Linked DNA regions of Mus musculus: regions 1 and 2 are each linked to region 3. The links are chromatin contacts, called in public HiChIP or PLAC-seq and promoter capture Hi-C maps. All regions are on one chromosome and are shown on one strand. The core of a region is the stretch at or near the end of the contact, and the rest is flanking DNA. Distances in the headings are between cores, read along the strand shown.

Region 1 (4,046 bases), core at 1,033-3,532, 110 kb after region 3:
TATAATCTGTGTGAGGGTGCCAGATTTTTTTGGAGGTAGGTTGGTGCTGGGAATTGAATCCCAGTCCCTTGGAAGTGCTTTTAACCGCTGAGCTATCATCTTTTCAGGCCAATTTAAAAATAAATCTATTTATTATTTTTTATTTATGAGTGTATAGACATGCCTGTGAGTGAATGCCATACATGTGCGGGTGCCCGTGGATGCCAGGAGATGTCAGATTCCTTGGAGCTGCAGTTATAGGAGGGTTTGGCCTGCCTGACATTGGCACTGGAACTCAGATCCTCTGGGAGAGCAGTAAGTGCTCTTAACTGCTAAGCCAACTCTCCTGTCCTGTTCTTTTGAATTCTATGGAAATAGTTTGGGGTTTCTTAAGGGAAAAATCCCTCACTTTCTACCTCTTTCCTTCCTCTACAAGAAGAGAAGATGTAGCACTGGGGGTGTTCATGTGTGGTTTGCCAGCATCTGGCTAGTGATGGGGACAAGGTGAACTTAGCATATGCCTGGACTATAGAAAAACTCTACTTGTATTTTAGGGTACTGGTCTCAGTTGTAATTAGAGAATCTCTTGGTTTCTTTGGCTCTCTTCCTCTGAACTCAGCCAAAAAAGATAAGAAAGCAAAGTGAACTAGAAACCAACAAATACAAATCATTAATAGAAACTCAGTGTTGAGGATAACTGCCCATATAAATTAGTTAAGAATCTCAGAGGAAAATGATAAACTAATCACTTGTTGGATTGGGGTAGGACTTATCACGAGGTTTCTGTTGTGATGGGGTCAGGGAGCTCTGGATAGTGCTTTGTGTTACTTGGGGATGGGGATGGTTTGGGGTTGCTGGCACTGGGAACAGCTTAGCAAACTTGAGAGGGATGTCTGATCATAGTTGGTGCAGATCTGATCTACTTTAGAGGCCAGGACTAGAAGGGCCTCCATGTTGAGCAACTCAGAGTGCTTCCTGGTGCCTTTGTAGCTTATCTTCTAGAGTCTGGCTGGGCTATAATTCCCTTCCTCTCCTCTCTCCTCAGCTCATTGGCTCTTTCATTGCTGCTTTTCCCTTCCCAGGGTTGCTGGGGGAAAGTCCATGTGTGTGCATGCTTCCTGACCCATTCTGAGTACTAAGATGCGATCTTTGGAGTCATTGCTGCTGCCCACTTGGATCAGAGGCGGCCGGCTGGTGCCTTCCTCCCATGAAATACTCTGATTTCCAAATAGAAATAGTAGGGATCTTTGAGAACTGTTCATTCATTTTACAAAATACTTGGAATGTTACACAAATTAAGTTTTTTAGTAAGTCGGAAAGTGGGAGAAGTGGGTAAGATAGAGGTGCTATTGGGTTTCTTTCTGAAAGATTGATTTTTTTTTTAATTGTGTTTGTGTCTCTGTGTGGCTCTATGCACGTGAGTGTAGGTTAGGGGCATTGGGTCCCCCAGAGCTGGGTTCCATTCCTGATGAGGTGCCGGAGTGGAAGAGTAGTACATGCTCTGAACTGCTGAGCCATCTTCCCCCTTGTGGGCTCCTTTCAGCTTAATATTTGTTAGGTGTTGCTTTACTAAGAGTCAGCTGCAGCACCACTATCAATAATGCGTTGCTTTGTTTTGTTTTGTTTTGCTTGAGAAAGGGTCTCTTTATGTAGCTCTGGCTGGCCTGGAACTAAGAGATCTCCCTACCTCTGTTCCCCGAGTGCTGGGATTAAAGGCATGTGCCACTACTGTCTGGCAATAATGCACTTTTGTTTAATTTCTTTGTTTTTTGTTTTTGTTTTTTTGAGACAAGCCTCACCAGGCTTGGCAGCAAGTGTTTTTACCCATCTTGTGTGGCTCCTGACCCTCTGTGAGGCAGAGTCTCACTATGTATCCCCTGGCTGGCCTAGAACTCATGGAGGTCCTCCTTGCCTCTGCCTCCTAGGTATTGAGATTCAAGATACATGCCACCACTTCTTGTTAATGCCTTCTTTTGTTTAGTGGGAGAAGAAAGGCGTTATTTGAAGTGTGTGGTGAGAACTTTTAGGTGGAGCTGGCTTGCCTCAGGCCACGCTGAGTTGCTGTCTGGGTGACAGGCAGGAGGGAGCCTAGTTGCTCTCGCAGCACACTTGGGTGTTTTCCCAGTGGGCTGATTCTAAGTACTAATGGCTCCTGTTCTCACTGTGTGCCACACACTGGGCTGTGCCCTTTGCTATTTATCTTAGATTGGACTTTTATCTTAGGCTGTCCTCCTTGTCCCCACAGGGTTGGGCTGCCAGTTGTTATCTAATGTCCTGGAGGCTTCCTAGTGAAGTAGCTCTTTCAAGGCCCAGCCAGCAGTGGCTCAGCTCTGGGTGGAGCTGCTAACTTGCCTGAGGTTTCAAGAGTCCAGGCTCCAGGAGGGGCAAAGGTGATGTTGCTCCTGCTTTTGTTTTTGTTTCAGGACCAAGGACTATTTCAGTCTGTCAGAATTGGGTGGGGTGACAAGGACTGCTCACCTCAGAAGTGGGTGAAGGTGGGGTGGATGAGTATAAGCACACAGATGAGAGAAGCTGGGGCCATGGCCCTTCCAGAGCCTTCTTTCCTTCCTTACCAAAGGGAACCTGTCTTTTTGTTTTTGAGATGTGGTCTCAGCAGGTAGTCAGTCATGGCTCACCCAGAGCTCCTCTGTAGCCCTGATCCTCCAGCGTCAGGCTCTGGTGCCCTGGCCGCTTTCTTTTTTTCTTTTTTTTTTTTTTTCCTTTTTTAAATTTTTATTAGATATTTTCTTTACTTACATTTCAAATGTTATCCCCTTTTCTGGTTTCCCCTCCAGGGACCTCCTGTTCCCCACCCCACCGCCCTTCTTGACTTTTGCTTTTCCTAGCCATCTAAATGAAGGCAACTGAGTCTTTTCTGGCTGAGGGAAAGTTGTCTACAGTTGTTTAGTAGTGTTACCAGGGAGCAAAGGAATGTGGAAGACAGGAAGGAGGGTGAGGCCTGCCTTCAGGTTTGCCCAGCAGGTTTTCCTCATCTGTTCATTTTATTGTTTATCTGTTTATTTTATTTGTGGGGCCAGTGGAGGTCAAATGGATATGTCCTTACTTTACATAAGAAAAAAGCCACTTGCACATGCCGCTTGCTCATAGACCACCAGAAGGCAGGTTGCTAAGGGTTTGGAGTTCTTTCTCTTGGTCTGAGGCTATACCCAACAAAAAACCATATGGGTTTAGTATGTCTTAGGATACTAAATACCGGGTAATATTCCAGATGTTAGTTTTATCATATGTACATATACACAGACACACAGAGACTTATGTGTGTGGTAACTTTGCTTGCTTTTCTTCTTTCTCTCTTTCTTTCTTTCAAGATAGATTTTGCTCCATAGCTTCTGCTGACCTTGAATTCAAGAGCCTCCTGCTGTCTTTGCTGCTGTCTTGCCTCAAGAGTACTGGGATTACAGGGGTGTGTAAGCACACCTAGCTTATTTGTATATTATGTACATCATTTCGAGAGCATATTGTTAAGCTAGAAACACTTAATTCTGACCTAGATACCAGTTGCTGCTTGTGGGTTGATTTTCACGGGAGACCCTGAAGGCCTAGGCTTCCTTGCCTCTGGTCTGGGCATGTAGACAGTCATTCCCTCCGGCTACCCTGGCCTTAGCTGACTCCTTACTAGGAGAAGTTATGGGGCTTTTGTTTGTGTCTTGCTGGCCACCTTAGCAACTTGGAACCAGACTGGCTGAGTGACGCAGGTGCAAACGGACTGTTCTTTGTCACTTAAGATTTTTTGGTTGGTTTGTTTCTTGAGACAGGGATTCACTATATTGTAGCCCTGGCTGCCCTGGAACTCAACTATGTAGATCAGGCTGGCCTCAGAGAGGTTCACTTGCCTCTCTTTCCCCAGAACTGGGATGAAGGCCCATGCCACCACACCTGTTCGCCGCTAGGGTTAAACTCTGGGCTTGTGCGGCAAGTGCTTGGATCTGATGAGCTTTTTTTTTTCCCTTGTTTTTTTTTGTTTTGTTCTGCTTTGTTTTTGTTTTTTTGAGGCAGGGTTTCTCTGTGTAGCTCTGGCTGTCCTGGAACTCACTGGGACCCACATA
Region 2 (4,026 bases), core at 1,194-3,693, 100 kb before region 3:
TCTGTCCTTGAAGTTTTGTTCCCATAAGTTTTACAGGGATGAGATTCTGGCTTCTGTGCTGTGTGTGTCTGTGTCCCCTTCTGCCCCAACCATGAACAGAGCATCCCATGCCAGTTGCAGCTACTTGACCATGGGTAACAACATGAGACCCCATCTCATTTTTACTTTTGAACGTTGGCCTTACAATCAAATGTAAGTTATATATACATATATATATACACATATATATATATTTGTACTGATGAGAATTTATAATCTGCTTTAACAAAAATAAATGTTCGTGGTAGAGCTTTTGCCCATGAAGGGCTGTTCTTATTTGCAAATGGGTTTATAGTTCTGTTTTTAATCTCTCTTTTTACAGCTCATTTCTAACTTGTAACTATAAAATCTTTTGGGGGGATTAGTATATCCTTAAATTTCAGGGTATGACTGGGATCTGCAGCAATAGTATGGTCTACACCAAGAAGCCAGAGACTGTTAGCCCCAGCCCAGGGGTAGAGTGGAGCTGTGGGAGTAGAGACAGGGTCTCACTATGTAGCCCTGGCTGGTCTTGAGCTCAGAGATCCACCTACCTCTATCTCTCAAATGCTGGGCTTTAAGGTGTGTGTGTCCCACCATGCCTGACAGCACTGCTTCTCAGTCTTAGCTATAGATTGGAATTACCCAAGGTGTAGCTCAGTGGAACATGTTCTAAGCATGCATGCGATCCCCCAGTGCACACACAGGCATGTTCACACATCACCTATAATACCCAGTCTACTCACACGGCCAATTAAGTCAGACTATCAGTAGAAGAAGGGAGGTTCCCAAGCTGTGCTTTAGGCTGGGGAGTTACTTGTGTGCTCTGTGTAGCATGAGGTTCAGCACCCTGACCTGGAGCATTTCATCCCTCACCCCCCCCCCCATTCAGCCCCTACTCCCACCTGCAACAAAAATGCCTGGAACCTAGATATTCCTGAGACACCACTCACACAGGGAGCTTTGTGTTCCAGCAAGTGTCAGAACTTTGCTCCCATAGTAACCTGTGTTACTAGACAGTCTTCCAGAGGAGTCAGAGAAAAAGTGGGACGAGCCCTGGAAGCTCATTAAATCCAGGCCTCTTCCTAGAGCATTAAGAAATCGGAGATTGTAAAAGATGAATGCCTTCCTGCAGCTCAGACTACTAAAATCACTGCCCTGGGTGTCACGTCACATCCGCTGATGCTGGGTTCTATGGGTTGTTTACTCTGAGGCAGGATCTCACTGTGGCCCAGACTGCCTCACACTGTAGCTCTCCTGCTTCAGCCTCTCGAGCCCTGGGATTGTAGGCTTGCAGCACCATTGCAGCACCATTCGCAGCTGCTGTTCTACGGACTTTACAGCTGTGCTTCCGTGCGTGCAGTCAGGGCGGCTGGCCTGAGTCAGTTCTGCCACCCACCAGGGAGGTTCCAGAGAGCACATTCCAGCCATCAGGCTTGCCAGTGAGTGCCTTAACCACTGAGCCATCTCACCAGCTCCCAGCCACTGTTTGCAGCATAGTCTGAGTTTCTCTAGCAACAGATAAGCTCCACAGATTCCTACTTAAGGAAGCATGACTCTTCACTACTCAGAGCAGGCCAGTGAGCTGTGTAAGGAGTGGACCTTTTCAGGCTGTCTGGCTTTTCCATCCCACACCCCTGCATCGCAGCCTATGGCCTCCACCTTGCTGAGTGCTTTTCCCTGGCATTACACTGTGAGCTTCACACACTGATGGTGGTGAAGGCAGCTGTGCCACTGCCACTGCCCAGGAAGATGGACAGCCTGAATGACTGCTCACCTCTCCCCACACACAGACCTGGATTCTAGCAGGAATCCTTGTCTGACTGAGCAGTTACCGTCCCCCTGCCATCACAGACACCCCACCCAGCTGGCTCTGCAGTGCGCTAAGTGGATTCTCTGTACAAATTGAGCACCTCTCACCCAAAATCAAACGTGCTTCGAAACCCGGACAGTTTTGAAAGCTGACATGGCGATTGGGTCTTTGAAGCTTCGGAGCATTTCAGAACTTTAGGTTAGGGACGTTCAATTAGTAAAGTCTACAAATACTTAATAGCTTAAAACACTTTGGTCCAAAGCATTTCAGATAAAAGGTCCTCGGTGCAGTAGATACTATAGAGGGGAGGTGTAAAGGGTTCCTCTTCTTCACAGCAGCCTGTGGTCATATCAGACAGACCCTGCTGAGCACTACAAGGGAAGCCGGCACTGGCAGCTGCTGGGGCTCAACCCTGGATTTCTGAGAGGGGCAGGATCTGAAAGACGACTCCCTCTGCAAGCCATGTCTTACCATCCCTTCTCCCCAGCAAACTATCCAGACCTGGCGCCACAGCCAGCCTTCATCCCTGCTGCCACACAGGCTGGGCATTTGGCTGGAAGCGGGAGCAGCTGGCACAGCAGAAGCTGGAGTAATATTCATTGCCACAGAGCTGGGCCTGCAGGATCAACGCACAGTTGGCCAGCTCCGGCTGGTCGATGCAGTCCTTGCCTAGGTCCCTGGACTGTGCGGCTGGCGCTGCAGGACAAGGAGAGAAAGGGCTGAGGCAGCTCTCGCTGCAGCCTCTCACAGGCCCTCCTGTGACCCTTATCTGCGGCCTATGCCCAGTGCACAGCCTTTTCCAGGCTTTCCTATTTCTGGCTAGACCATCGACGGCTCCACATTTAACTTCCTGCCCTACTGTCTGGAACTGCAAAGCCAATGACAGCTATATGGGCCCAGATTGGCAGGAAAGATCAGTAGGGTCAGTCCTAGGGAAACCGGAAGTCAGTAAGCCATTGCCATCTTCCTATTGCTACTGGGTTCCACCAACCTCCCAGCTTGCATCTGTCTCCTATATCCCCATCTTTCCTGGTTTCCACCCGAGAACGTGATGAATCTTCAAAGTTCTAAGACTACACGGAGGCCCAAGCCCGCGTGCCACCCTCAATATCCTACGAGTGTCTGGTGATTGTTAAGAATTTGATTCCACTCTCTCATCCTACAATTACCCCCCTTCTCTCTGCAGGCTCTTGCAGCACTGTCCCTACCACCAGGCACACAGCAAAAACCTGAGTGCTGTCTGCTGCCCTGGCCCCACAGCCGTGTCCTCCCCTCAGAAAATGAGGCAGACAGAATGGTTAGCAGACAGCCTTTGTCCCCACAATATATCCTATTCACTTAACCCTTGGGCAGAACAAGCCAGGGTGAGAAAAGCCTAAGCCAACTAACTCCAGTGCTCCCAGTCATGAGACACTCACTATGTGACTCCAAACCAACGAGTTAGAACAGATCTGCAGCCTGGTCAGTGAAAGGAATACAGACAGGCTGGGGGGGGACAGCCGGGCTTCTGGAGAGATGCCTCCAGAATATGGAACATATTCTTAGCCACATGCAGCAGAGAGCAAAAGAGGCCTGTGGCCGTGGGTGGTGTCTGGGAGATCAGCTTGGCAGCCACACATCACCAAAAGCCTAAAAGCCTACTAGCCACCATTGTCAAACAAGCTTCCCTCACTGTAGACACATCTACGGCTGATCACAAATGTAAACATCCAGGTCCCCTTGAGGAGTTTGGTAGTGTGGTAGGTTTTGTCTTAAGTCAGGATAATGTTCTAGAATTCATAGGCATGTGTCACCATGTATCACCATGCTCAGATCCTCAGTCTCCTAAGGTCTCTTCTCTTCACCACAGTAAATCTGCATTCTGGGTTTTCCTGGTCTTATTAGTTTGATCAGTGTATAGATGAGTAGGATTTTCTAGAAACATCAAAGGTAGAAGTCCTGCCATATGGGACTTTGACCAGAGTGTGGTCACACAGGCACACACAGTCACAGCCGTGTGAGTCTCCATATTGCAGAGCACTTGTCTGGGCCCTAGGGTCCCAGGGAGCTCACAGAGGGAAACCTGAGTGTCAGTCTCACAAAGCAACACTGTAGCAGACACCTTCAACCCCTGGCCAGTTCTCACCCGCAGTCTGGCATCCAGGAGGACAGCCAGGCCTGCCCCGGTGGCACGGCAATGTTCAAGCACACCAGGC
Region 3 (3,647 bases), core at 887-3,386:
CCCACAGAATAAGACTCAACATGGTCTCTATCTGTACTGTCAAACAGACTACAGGCCATCCTAGGTTAGATCAGGTGGATGAATTCGCTCTACTCTCGAGTCATTCACCATCTCTGTTATCCAGGCTGGCCGTGATTTTCCAGCTCAGCCTTCCAAGTAGCTGGGACTCCTAAAGCACCGCCTATACCTGGAAATTATAAAGACTCAACCCAAAGTTATTTTAATAATTCTGTAATGAAGTTATTTTTATTGTGAGTCAATGTCTCTACCTTCTGTGGAAATGGATGGAATACAAGTATTTTTAAATTAAAAACGAATATTTACATCTAATTAACTTGCATAAATTCTTTCTGCTTTCACTCAAACAAGGAACTGGAAAAGACATCTGAAAACCAAATAGGGATTCTTGGAGCAGCAAATAGGAATCAGGTTTCTTTTAGACAAGGAAACACTGTGCCAGGTGCTGGGGATACTGTAGTCAGGGGTTGCTTCTGGTCACTGAAGAGCCTCCTAACTATCTAGAGAGGACAAGTTAATTTGACACGGATTTCCTGTTAAAAATGAAACTGTTAGCTACACTGGATTAACAAATCATTAAGACTAATTTCAACTGCTTCTTGTTACCTTTAAAAATGTGTCTGTGGGGCTGGAGAGATGGCTCAGCTGTTAAGAGCACTGACTGCTCTTCTGAAGGTCCTGAATTCAAATTCCAGCAACCACATTGTGGCTCACAAACATCCGTAATGAAATCTGATGCCCTATTCTGGGGTGTCTGAAGACAGCTACAATGTACTCACATATAATAAATAAATAAACCTCTAAAAAATTTTTTAAAAAAGTGTCTGTGGGAACATTTAAAACTAGTATTTGTGGTTCACGCTCATCTTTCAAGGGTACAATGGTACAGAGATCCTTCTAAAACAACACCAGGCCTTTCATTCCTATCGCTGACAATGCTCCCTGAAGCTTCCGTGTTTCTCAGCTTCTGTGACACTGCACTATTGTGGTTTCTGCATTCGTCCTCCTCAGCAGCCTCGTTGTCCTCCTTCTACCTGGCTCTTTGTTGTGTTCCCTAAGTGTCCACCCAGTTCTCTGCTCCAACATCAAACAGCAAATCTACTTAAGTGACCCATGTTTACAGTTTACAGCTCTGACCTCAGGCCATCTTCACCCGCTGTCACTTCAAAAGTACTATTTCCAAACCACTGCCTAACTTCCTTATTTCTCTCTCATTCTCCAAACTTGAACCCAGTCAATCTTATGCGTTAGTTGAACAGATCGCCTGTCCTGCTCACGTTTCTTCTACGTTTCTGTTACTGGAACTCTCATTTCTCCTAGTTATGTAAAAAGTTACCTCAATTGTCTCATGCACTCCGTCCTCCACTACCAGGCGGATGTGCCTGAGCCTCTGTTCGCGGCAGTGCCACATTTGAAAACGTGAAAGGGAAGAACTAGCAAACACTAAAGGCGCCTACAAGCGTCAGACACATGCATCGTGACAGTTCTGAAGAAAGAACAAGCGCCATACGACTCTTCGCCTGCCAACAGACACACTGAGAAGTTAGCCCCGAGTGCCACTCACTCACTTCTGGACTATGACACACTCGGGGCACCAGACGCAGAGTTTCACCAGTTGCTCAAGGCGACCCAGCCTAGGGCGCTTCCTCTATCTCTAGCTCCACTCTGATCGAGAGGCCACCCCTGATGCCAGCCATCTGCTCCCGGCCGCCCGGGGAAGCCAGCACTTCCGGGGTACCAAAGCTCGGAGAAGGCTGCTCTCAGTCTGGCCCCGGCTGGGTTCCGAGAAACCGGCTTCACCCCGTTTCCCACGCGGGGTTCCTCGATCTCCGCCCGCCTGGACCCCGCCCCTCATCCCTAGAGACGCCCGCAGCGCGGCCCTCGGAGACACAGGCCCGCCCGGACCCCCGGCAGGCAGGCGACGGTGAACACGACCGGCAGAGACACCCTCCGCCCCGCACACCCTGGGCACGCACCTTCTCTCTCCGCGCCCGGGCGGCCGGCTCGCAGCCTAGGTTTCCGCCTCAGCTGCCGCTGTTTTGTTTCCGACGAATACTCGCGGCCCACGGAGCAGGTCGTCCTAGGCCCCGCCCTAGAGGTCTCACCGGTGTCGCAACTTCCGGCCTCGGCGACGTTGGCCCCTAGACCCGGGAGGGGACGGAGCTTCCGGTGGCGCGCGCAGGCCACGAGGGCTGGGGGCTGGAGCTGGCCTAATCCACTCGCATAGATGTAAGGATGTGCGCGACCTGAGGCCTCTCTAGGGTTTGAGGCGCGTCTAGCGTTCTTCCAGTCTACAAGTGACATTTTCCCTTGTTTTTGGTTGAGACTGCGATTCGAGCGTTCCCTGCCGGTATCAAACATACCTTGTAGGAAAGGATGGGCTTGAACCTATTTATTTGGTTTCCATGTGTGGGGACACCGTGCCTTGTTTTGTAGTGACATTTTAAATCCAACACTTCCCATTTCTCCACAGTATTTATTTGAACAGTTCCTCAAAACGGATAAAATTTACTGTTTGTACTCTCAATAAACCAAAGCGATTGGTGGGTAAACAGAACCTGAGAAATATCCTATTAGTCTAGGTTCCGAGTCTGAAAGTCTTCCCAGATGGCAAGCTTCTAGAAAGCAAAGAATGTTTCCTATCTTGATTTTTACATCCCTCAGATTTTCCTTAATCGGAGAGACAATTATCAACAGCACACCACACATTTCACTTGGGCAAAAAACAACAGAGAAATTATTCATAATCCCAAATAACCAGAAAACGGCTAATGTGCTTAAGGAGCACACACGAGGAACTAGATTCTACTCCCAACAGAGACAAATACATCGGGATGGTGTTGTATCTGAAATCATAACACTCAGGAGGAGATGGGGCAGGACAGTGAGTTGAAATCGGACTGGGATTCCTAGCAAATTACAGGTCAAACTAAGATACACTGGGTCAAACTTCCTTTTTTCTACTTCCCAGAAGGCCTCGTTCTAAATAGTAGAGCATCCATCTCCATTTTCTCCCAACATTCTCAACCCTGCTTCAATAAACTCAGACTTCACTATTTTCATGCTTAAGATCTTGATACTTTAGTCTTTTCCGCCAGCGGAATGGCAACTGGGAGGAGACATAGCATAACCTTGGGTAGTTTTCCCTCAATCATTTACTTATACCCTCAATCATTTACTTATATGGGAAGAAGGCAGAAAATTGTAGACAGTACAGAACAAGCTCAATACACTTGCTAAACAAGCATAGACTAAAAGCCATTTGCAAACTACATTAATTGCGATCTTTTGGTAGAATGGCAAATGCTGTAAACTATACAGAGAAGCAATTTCGACAAACATTTTTGTGCAAAGATGTTCGTGGAGTACTGGTATATATATAAAAAAATCTCACTGTCCTACAACAAATCTTAGTTCACCTAGGTTATAAAACTCATGAATGGGGCTGGTGAGATGGCTCAGTGGTTAAGACCACTGACTACTCTTCCAAAAGTCCTGAGTTCAAATCCCAGCAACCACATGACGGCTCACAACCATGAGATCTGACGCCCTCTTCTGGTGCGTCTGAAGACAACTACAGTGTACTTACATATAATAAATAAATAAATCTTAAAAAAAATACTCATGAA

Evidence for each region. Promoter capture Hi-C pulls out the DNA fragments that hold promoters and counts their contacts. HiChIP or PLAC-seq counts read pairs in DNA pulled down with a chosen protein or histone mark.
Region 1: a contact with region 3 is called in an H3K27ac HiChIP or PLAC-seq map of extraembryonic endoderm stem cells. The contact joins the enhancer-like site here to the promoter of Psen1 in region 3. A contact is called at or near these places in 3 of 39 promoter capture datasets (the HPC-7 cell line and liver), 7 of 484 Hi-C or Micro-C datasets (cerebral cortex, cortical neurons, nephron progenitors and 2 more), 6 of 115 datasets of contacts at active chromatin or transcription factors (embryonic stem cells, extraembryonic endoderm stem cells and trophoblast stem cells) and 3 of 9 other capture datasets (adipose tissue, liver and pancreatic islet).
Region 2: a promoter capture Hi-C map of liver shows a contact between it and region 3. The contact joins the enhancer-like site here to the promoter of Psen1 in region 3. A contact is called at or near these places in 4 of 39 promoter capture datasets (embryonic stem cells, epiblast stem cells, hippocampal neurons and 1 more), 1 of 484 Hi-C or Micro-C datasets (cortical neurons), 2 of 115 datasets of contacts at active chromatin or transcription factors (embryonic stem cells and neural tube) and 3 of 9 other capture datasets (adipose tissue, liver and pancreatic islet).

Annotation. Positions count from the first base shown.
Region 1 is chr12:83,577,492-83,581,537 of GRCm38.p6, reverse strand. The region is part of intron 2 of Zfyve1 (zinc finger, FYVE domain containing 1); the gene reads left to right. Among named protein-coding and RNA genes, the nearest start is that of Gm51952, 17 kb to the right of the region's middle. Within about 2 kb of position 2,282, at least 104 of the 459 cell types and tissues checked have an H3K27ac peak or open chromatin away from gene starts, as enhancers often do. A contact at or near this core is called in adipose tissue, embryonic stem cells, extraembryonic endoderm stem cells and 3 more, where this site is marked.
Region 2 is chr12:83,790,333-83,794,358 of GRCm38.p6, reverse strand. Papln (papilin, proteoglycan-like sulfated glycoprotein) reads right to left here. Exons shown (of 27, transcript NM_130887.3): 27 at 1,975-2,527. The coding sequence ends at 2,352. Numb (NUMB endocytic adaptor protein) reads left to right here. Exons shown (of 10, transcript NM_001136075.2): 10 at 1-325. Among named protein-coding and RNA genes, the nearest start is that of Papln, 29 kb to the right of the region's middle. Within about 2 kb of position 2,443, at least 31 of the 459 cell types and tissues checked have an H3K27ac peak or open chromatin away from gene starts, as enhancers often do. A contact at or near this core is called in liver, where this site is marked.
Region 3 is chr12:83,686,641-83,690,287 of GRCm38.p6, reverse strand. It overlaps Psen1 (presenilin 1), which reads right to left and starts at 2,136. Exons shown (of 12, transcript NM_001362271.1): 1 at 1,995-2,136.